Linked DNA regions of Callithrix jacchus: region 2 is linked to region 1. A link is a contact called in public Hi-C data. All regions are on one chromosome and are shown on one strand. Each heading gives the region's core, a stretch centred on a gene start, on an enhancer-like site or on the middle of the called end of the contact. The rest is flanking DNA. Distances are from core to core; before and after follow the strand shown.

Region 1 (4,333 bases), core at 546-3,045:
CTTTTACTCTGTAGGCCGTCTACATTTCTATCTTGGAGGGTTTGCCTGGGGCTATTCATAAGGAGCAAAATGTGGCATGTGATTCTTAGAGACATCTCAAACATTTATCCTTCCTAAAGGAGCCTAGTTAGAGAGCAGAAACTGGGCAGATGCCTCTAGGCAGGCCTTGGCTGATTTAAAGACCCAGTCCTAGGCTTTACTCGATTGAGGGTTTATCAGACCTTCCCACCCATATTAATGCCATGTTTCTGGGACCCCACACTGACAGCTGTTTCTTCCCAAAGACTCCTCTGGGGTGTTACGATGTGAGCTGGAAGTCAGCATCTCAAAAACCACATCATGATAAAGGATGGTAGATTTTGGGGCCAGGCTCAGTGGCTGGCTCATGCCTATAATCCCAGCACTTTGGGAGGCTGAGCAGGAGGATCGCTTGAGCTCAGGAGTTCAAGACCAGCTTGGGCAAAAAAGTGAGACCCCCATCTATTAAAAAAAAAATATTAAATTTGCCAGGCATAGTGTCACACACCTGTAGTTTCAGCTACTCAGCAGGCTGAAATGGGAGGATTGTTTGAGCCCAGGAAGTTGAGGCTGCAGTGAACCAAAATCACGCCACTGTACTCCAGCCTGGGCAACAGAGCAAGATCCCATCTCTAAAAAAATAAAATAATAAGTAAAAAGGCCAGGCATGGTACCTCATGCCTGTAATCCAGCACTTTGGGAGGCCAAGGCAGGAGGATTGCTTAAATTGTTTGAGACCTGCCTGGGCAACATAGCAAGACCTATTTTAAAAAGAAGAAGAAAAAACTAGATTCTAGTCCCTCCCTACCACTCCTCCATCAAAAGTCATTTCATCTCTTTGGGTCCCCAGTTGTCTTTGGTGACAAGCACAGACTTGGCTTGGATGCCCTGTAAGGCTGTGGTGAAGGTGACATCCTTTGAGGGTGGGCTGTCTCTTCCAATGCAGCTAGGGTTGTGCGGACTAGCAGCCTTCATGCCCAGCCAGATCACAATGTTCACAACGCGCCCAGATCCTTAATGGAGGGAATCATGCAGCCTGCACCACTTGGTACCAACGGCCTTGTTTGATGCACCAGTTTGTCCCGAGGCCTCAAGGAAGCACATCCATGAATGAGAGGAATGTGTCTTAATTAGGAAGAGAGACACCATTGCATTCTCCGGGTCCTGGACTTCCTTTGGGTCTTTTCCTTCTTGAACCTTTTGGAAGCCTCCAAAAATCTACTTTAGGATGGCATTAGAGCCTTCAGGGAGCTTCTTCTCCCAAGGGCTCCTTTGGCAACTAAAGTGAGTGGCTGAGAGGTGAAGCTGAATTAGGGAGGATCCTTGGCTTCCCACCACCACCACCCCTCCCAGAGCAGGAAAGGGGCTGGGGAGAGGAAAGCTGCCTTGCTGGGGAGAGGCCCAGCTCTGCTCCCTTTTGAACACACGGTGGCGCCATGTTGGTGTTAACCTTCCTCCCTTTTACTTGCCAGCACCCCAGAGCCTGCCAGTCCCTCAGCCCTCCCCTTCATCCTCACTGGGCTGGTGACCCCAGCATGACAGCAAGCCAGACCAAGGAGGGTGCTGCACTAGGGAAGGTCAAGTTGTACAGCTGAGGGAAGCAGTTCACTTTACTAATAAGCCAGCTGAGACCAACAGTGGCAGCAGAGGTTGGACTAGAATCTTGACTTCATTCAGTGCATTTTCCACTGGCAGCTCCAGATTCTCATACCCTGGGTTCTTCTCAACCCATTTCCTTTGCCAGAGGCAGGAATACAACTTCTCTCAGCCCCCACCTAGCCCAGGGACCTGAGGACCTAGAGCCTGGGACTGTTGCTGAGGTGAACAGGGTTGATATGGATGAGAGAAACATTGGCTCCAAGGATGAAAGAAGGGGCTGGGCGCGGTGGCTCATGCCTGTAATCCCAGGACTTTGGGACTCCAAGGCAGGAGGATCACCTGAGGTCAGCAGTTCAAGACCAGCCTGGCCAACATGGTGAAACCCCATCTCTACTAAAAATACAAAAATTAGGCGGGCGTGGTCATGCATGTCTATAATCCCAGCTACTCTGGAAGGCTGAGGCAGGAGGATCACCTGAACCTGGAAGATGGAGGTCGCGATGAGCCAAGATCACGCCACCGCACTCCAGCCTGGGTGACAGAGCAAGGCTCCATCTCAAAAAAAAAAAAGATGAAAGAAGGGAATCTTTAAAAGCATTCATGCCACCAATTTCTAGTCTTTGAAGTTTCAGAAGAATTTCTGTGGCTGCTGCTTCTGAACAAGGCTGAGGGAAATGTCATAGAATCAGCTTAGTGAGTTGCTTCAATGGAAACTTCATCCAAGGCTGGTAATAAATAGCAGTTACGTAACTCAGCAGGTCACAGCACTAACTAAGCCCTTTTTAGGCCATCAATCCACATTTATTTCCTGGATTTTATAACTACTGCTCAAAGGGAGAAAAGGAGGGGCTCAGGATTAGGGAGAGAGAATCTGTGTGCCTGGACAAAACCTCCAAACCTATTCTCCAGCCTCCTCTCCCACACGCCACCTCTGCAGCTAACTCAGGGGGACGTGCCAAGTTCCAGCACATCCAGACCCTGTGGGCTCCACACTGGGAAACCAGACCCCTGTCCCAGCTGACCTGAGTAGACATGAGTTTTAGGCTGTTCATTTCTCTCTGTCCTGCTTTCTGTAAAATGACAGTTGGGCTAGATGAGTTCTGGGATGCTTTTCTGCCCCATGATTCTAAACATTAGGGCATAAGAGTGAGTATCATGTTTGTTGCCCTCACTCCCATGCCCCAATGTTAGCTGCAAGATGCTGTCGGATCCTCTTGATGGAGAAGGTGGAAGGGCATGATCCCAGCCACGTGATACATGGCACAGCAAGGGGGTGGGAGGTTTGAGGCTGCCCCGGCTGGGGTGGGGAGCTGGAGTGCAGAGTAAAGGGACCCTTGCCGCATCGGCCTTACTGCAGTCAGGACACCCACATGAGCCAGAGCCAGCATGGACTACAGGGCTTCTGTGGGCACAGGGGAGTGGGCATAGACCTGGAGCAAGGGGTGCCTAATAGAAGTGCTCACCATTCTCAAGCCTGGGGAATTTGATGCCCAGGTTCAGGGCTGTTCCAGGATGCTCAGGTGAATATGAATGCCCAAAATTGCAGCCAGCAGGCTCCAGATGCAGCTTCTGTCTCTCGCCCCCACTGGGGTCATGGAGACAGCTCCCCTGGCCTTCTCCATATCCTACCAGCTGGCAACATCCAGTGTGAAGCTTCTTGGGGAAGGAAAGGGCCTGGGGAAGAAATTCAGTGGGAAAGAGGATGTCAGAAGGTTTGTGGCATCGGGAAATGACAGGAAAGCCAGAGAGGAGTTGGCGCCAGGGGCTGGAGAAGTGACAGTTCTTGGGTGGAGCCTCTGGGAAGCAGGAGGCTTTGGGTCCAGGACCCCTTTCCTTCAGGGCCTGGCCCGGAAATTTCGTGATGGGATCATGCCTTAGGGAGCCCAGGAGCCCCGGCCCAGACTGCCCTTCTTGGGGTTTGGAGCCCTTGGAAGGGCTGAGTGGCAGAAAGCAAGGGTGGCCGCAGCCACTGAGCATCCCTGGGAAGGGACGGGGCTGTGTAGAAGGATTACCCGGGGACAGGTGGGCAGTCACAGTGTCTCAGCCCGCTGGGATTGGCAGCAGAACTCATCTGTTGAAGAGAAGGTAGAGGTCAGGTGTCACATGGCAGGAAATTTCCAATAAAGACAAAAATGCTTCCCCGGAGAAGAGACCTGGAGACTGGGGCTCTGCTCACACTTGCTTCACTGCACACAGTCACTCTGGTGTCCTTTGGTCTCTCTTCCCCCTCCGTCAGCGCTCGGCCCTTCCCCCTCGGCTGCTGCTTCCTCTGCAGGAACAGCTGCGTGTCTGGGCTTGTCAGGAGTCAGCTGCGTCTCCAGACACAGACATAGGAGCCCCAGCACCAGCCCTGGCCCGACGCTCGGCACTGAGGTTTGGGAGGTAGTGATCTCCCTGTTAAACTGAGACCCAGAGACAGGGAGTGTGTTTGAATCCCGCAGACCCAACAAGTGAGTAGTACCAAAAAGGGGCCTTGGGGTCCCATCTCTCCAGGCGGTCTCAGGTCAGTTCCCTCCCACTGTGGTAGTCTGGTTAAGCCAGCAAGGTAACGCTTATAAGGGGGCCCGCGTGGTGACGCCAATTTGGGTGCACCAGCCAGTCCCAGGGGTGAAGGCAGTGACATATTTGGGAATTATTTTTGTAGAGGAGACACTTGACCCCATAGCTGTCAAGGCTGAAGCGACCCAAGTGACCTCTAAACTGAATGGCAGGGAGG
Region 2 (4,333 bases), core at 819-3,318, 160 kb after region 1:
CACACCTGTAATCCAGCTACTCAGGAGGCTGAGGCAGGAGAATCACCTGAACCTGGGAGCTGAGATTGTGCCACTGTATTTCAGCCTGGGTGACAAAGTGAGACTCCATTTCAAAAAAAGTACTGTCAGTCATTCTTGACTCCTGCCTCCCTTTCCTCCAATGCACTGACAAATCTTCTTTCTATTAAAGTTACAAAAAGTAGCCAGATGTGGTGCCAGGTGCCTGTAATCCCATCTACTTGGGAGGCTGACCCAGGAGAATCTCTTGAACCCAGGAGGCAGAGGTGGCAGTGAGCTGATATTGCGCCCCTGCACTCCAGCCTCGGCGACAGAACAAGACTCTATCTTGAAAACAAAATAAAAGCTCTAGGCTGGACGTGGTGACTCATGCCTATAATCCTAGCAATTTGGGAGGCCAAGGCGGGAGAATTGCCTGGGCTCAAGAGTTCGAAACCAGCCTGGGCAATGCAGTGAAACCCCATCTTTACTAAAGTACAAAAAAAATTAGCCAGGTATGATGGCGTGCGCCTAGTCCCAGCTACTCAAGAGACTAAGACAGGAGAATCACTTGAATCTGGGGGGCCGAGGTTGCAGTGAGCCAAGATCCTGCCACTGCACTCCAGCCTGGTTGACAGTGTGAAACTCTGTCTCCAAAAATAAATAAATAAAAGCTCTAAAAGACCCAGGCATGGTGGCTCATATGTGAAATCCCAGCACTTTGGAAGGCCAAGGTGGGCAGATCACCTGAGGTCAGGAGTTCGAGAGCAGCCTGGCCAACATGGTGAAACCCCATCTCTACTAAAAATATGAAAAGTAGCCAGGCATGGTGGTGGGCACCTATAATCCCAGCTACTCAGGAGACTGAGGCAGGAGAATTTCTTGAACCAAGGAGGCAGAGGTTGCAGTGAGCCTAGATCGCACTACTGCACTCCAGCCTGGGTGATAAAGAGACTCTGTCTCAAAAAAAAAAAGAAAAAAGAAAACCTCTAAAAGGTCAGAGACTGTCTACTTTGCATGCAGCTGCTTCACAGCGTCTAGAACAGGGTCTGCACATTGTGAGTGTGCCACACGTTTGCTGCATGAAAACGGGATGGTGGCTGATGGAGAGAGTTACTGATGGCAGGTCCCCGTGCAGGAGGGGGCATAGTATTTGGAGCTCAGATAAAGGGGCTGTCAAGTGTGCGAGGGCCCCAGGGCTTATTCCCCCTGTCTTCACCGTGTCATCTCCTGTCCCGGTGCCCTCTCACTCAGACTCTGGGCTCAGCCATATGCTTGCTGTGGCCAGCAGCAGACCAGAGGCGGGCAGAGGGCTTCACATCTCCATCTGCTGTATGCCCTGAGCTCCACTATGAGAATGTGCAGGGGCAGGCCTGCTGGAGGGTGAGAGGCCCATGGCTATGTGAGGAAAGAACATTCCAGGCCAAGGGAACGGGCAGTGCAAAGGCCCTCCTTCCAGATAGGGGCTTGCTTGGTGTCCTTGAGCAGGAGCACAGGGCCGCAGAGCTGGTGGGGCTGCGGCCAAGTGAGACAGGGGACCCTGCTGCAGGAGCTCCCAGGACCCAGATTGTGGAGGGCTTTGTAGACAGTGCAAGACTTCGGCATTTCCTCTAAGCAAAATGAGAAGCAGAGGCTTGGCAAGCTCTGACTTCCATGCGGAAAGGATCACTTCATTGCTGAGAAAGAAGAGATATGGGGGCGGTGTGGAAGCAGGAAGCCCCATGGGAATGGGAGGAGACATTGCAATAATTAGACCAGGGTGGCCGCAGCGGAGATGGGGAGAGGAGGTTGGCTCTGACTGTGCTATGAGGTCGGAGCTCAGAGGACGTGTGAGGGTCAGTGAGAGGAGATGAGGTGATCGGAGCTGAGGAGCAGCAAGGCCCAGCCTGGCCCTGCCTCGCCCCCCACCCAGGGATCCCCAGCCCTCTCTGCTCCTGCAGCACTGGCCCTTGCTCCCATCCCTCGAACACATTCCCCTCTTTCCTGCCTCAGAGGTCTGGTACTTTCCACTGCCTCTTTCCCCTCGCTCTTCGCCTGGCTAAATCCATCATTTGGATCACAGCTTCAGTGTTCTTCCAGAGGCCTTCCCGGGCCCCCAACCCCCACCGCTATGGATTGTCTCCTCTGTTATCCTTCCTCCTCCCACCCAGTTCTTTCGCTTTCCAGCGCTCCTTGCAATCATGTACATAATCCCATGGTTACTGGTTTAACATCTGTCTCCATTAGATCACCAGGGAGCAGGGCCCGACAGGCTGTGTGGGTTCAAGTCCCTGTGCTTCCCATCTTGACCTGCGTGAACTGGGGAAAGCTACTAAACCACTGGGCCCCAGTCTGCCCCGTGGAAAAATGGGGGTAAGGCTAAGGCAACCCTCCAGGTAGAGCGCCGAGCTCAACGCCTGGCCCACTGTTCAGTACACATTAGCTACGACGGGGGCCGTGGAAGGAAGGCCCGTGTGTTTATCTGGAAGCGCTCAGGCTGCTCAGATGACTTCACTGCGTTTGGCAAGCTCTCTGAGTGCCATAAACAAACAGCACTGTGAGGATCAGACTGCTCAAATGAGGCAGGTTTGAAACTGCCTCTTGGCAAATGCAAATTCAGGGAAATTAGAGAGATGTGTGCATGCGCTGATTTTGGTTGCTTGTCATCCAAATACCCATTCAGAGGGGAGGATATAAATCTCAAGACCAGATGGAGGCTGCGTTCCCCCTATGGAAGCGTGAGGGGGCCAAAGATCGAATTTCTGCAGGGAGTGCTTGGGCACTCAGCCTTGGTTCATCCTGCCCAGGACTTGAACACTGATTGAGGGTCATTGAGAAGCTGAGACCACTGAGGTGTCGCTCCCCTAATGCTGGGGTCCGAGCTCCCACCATCAAAGGGCAGTGGTGGTCGTAAGGTTGGCCCGGTTGTCCTCATGAGTCCCTCCCTGTGGCTCTGCCTCCCAGTCTTCTGGGTTCCTGCCCAATATGTGAGGCTGGTTCTCCTGTTTACCCTGTGATTCTATGAACCACCCATCATCCTTCCAGAAGATTCTTTTTGGGCTGTAGTCAACCAGGGTTGTTTTCTATTGTTCACAGCCAGGATCGTCTCCCCTCCCAGAAGGGGCTGAGTACCAACCCTCAGAAAACGTCTTCCACCACCTGTGGCTCTGCTCTACTCACTGCTGGGAACACAAGCTTCCCTAGGGTGCTGAGGGGTGGGCATGAGTCAGTCAGTACTCGGAGTACCCTGAAAACAGGGCAAAAGGTGTGGCAAGCTGCTATTTGGAGGTGTTACCCAGGCTTCTTTCCCAAGCACGCCGCATTGCCCTGCCCCAATGCAGACAGCAGCAAGCATGTCTTTGGGGCAGGAATGTCTCGGAAGAAATGAAGAAAGAAGCCAGCGGAGCTAGGTCCTGGATACTGAGCTTCAGAGTTGAGGTCCCAGCCTTAGTAAAAACGCTGACCACGTGATGGCTCTCTTCTCTCCACCCCAGCCCCGTTGTCTCGGCTGCAGTAGGGGCACCTCGGAGCTCAGGGAGCAGAGGGGCCTGCTTCCTGGTGAAGGCACCGAGGTACCCATCTCCCAGAACACCCTCATGTCTCTGCATGTAAGGAGACATGCTGGTGTGGCTTGTCTGGGCAGACAGGACCTGAGACAGCACCCTCCCTGAAGTTTCCCATTGAAGTAGCTGAGAGAGGGTTCTGAGACTATGTGAAGCTCAGGATCAGGATGGTACAACAAGGAGGCCAGGTGAGCCACGGGCCCTCATGGTGAATGCTGATGGGGTGGACGTGGGCAGCAATGAATCAATCTGGTGTGAATGGACATCAGCAAATGATGCCCAATAGGGCCAGAGACCATCTTTACAGATACCAGCAGAAAAGACAAGAATGACCAAGATCAGACCCCTCTCTGTGCTGACACCAGTAGCTGGGACCCCAGGGCAAAGGGGGAGGCAAAAACTTAGAACTGACTGAAGAGGCCAGGCTCAGTGGCTCACGTCTGTAATCCCAGCACTTTGGGAGGCCGAGGCAGGCAGATCACGAGATCAAGACTTGGAGACCAGCCTGGCCAACATGGTGAAAGCCCATCTCTGCTGAAAATACAAAAATTATCCAGGTGTGGTGGTGGGTGCCTGTAATCCCAGCTACTCGGGAGGCTGAAGCAGGAGAGTCGCCTGAACCCAGGAGGCAGAGGTTGCAGTGAGCCGAGATCGTGCCACTGCACGCCAGCCTGAGTGACAGAGCGAGACTCCATCTCAGAAAAAAATAATTGACTAAAGAAACCCTGAACTCTGTAATAAAAATGTTTCTGCATCATGCAACATGGAAGATGGAGGTGGAAGTCCAAGACAGT

What was found. Hi-C and Micro-C count contacts between places; a contact is called where the count stands out from the background.
Region 2: a Hi-C map of skeletal muscle shows a contact between it and region 1, with 7 times the contacts expected there. The contact joins two enhancer-like sites. A contact is called at or near these places in 3 of 3 Hi-C or Micro-C datasets (induced pluripotent stem cells and skeletal muscle).

Annotation. Positions count from the first base shown.
Region 1 is chr5:115,401,821-115,406,153 of calJac240_pri, forward strand. No RefSeq gene overlaps it. Among named protein-coding and RNA genes, the nearest start is that of TOB1, 84 kb to the right of the region's middle. Within about 2 kb of position 1,796, at least 5 of the 16 cell types and tissues checked have an H3K27ac peak or open chromatin away from gene starts, as enhancers often do. A contact at or near this core is called in skeletal muscle, where this site is marked.
Region 2 is chr5:115,560,268-115,564,600 of calJac240_pri, forward strand. No RefSeq gene overlaps it. Among named protein-coding and RNA genes, the nearest start is that of ANKRD40CL, 15 kb to the right of the region's middle. Within about 2 kb of position 2,069, at least 5 of the 16 cell types and tissues checked have an H3K27ac peak or open chromatin away from gene starts, as enhancers often do. A contact at or near this core is called in skeletal muscle, where this site is marked.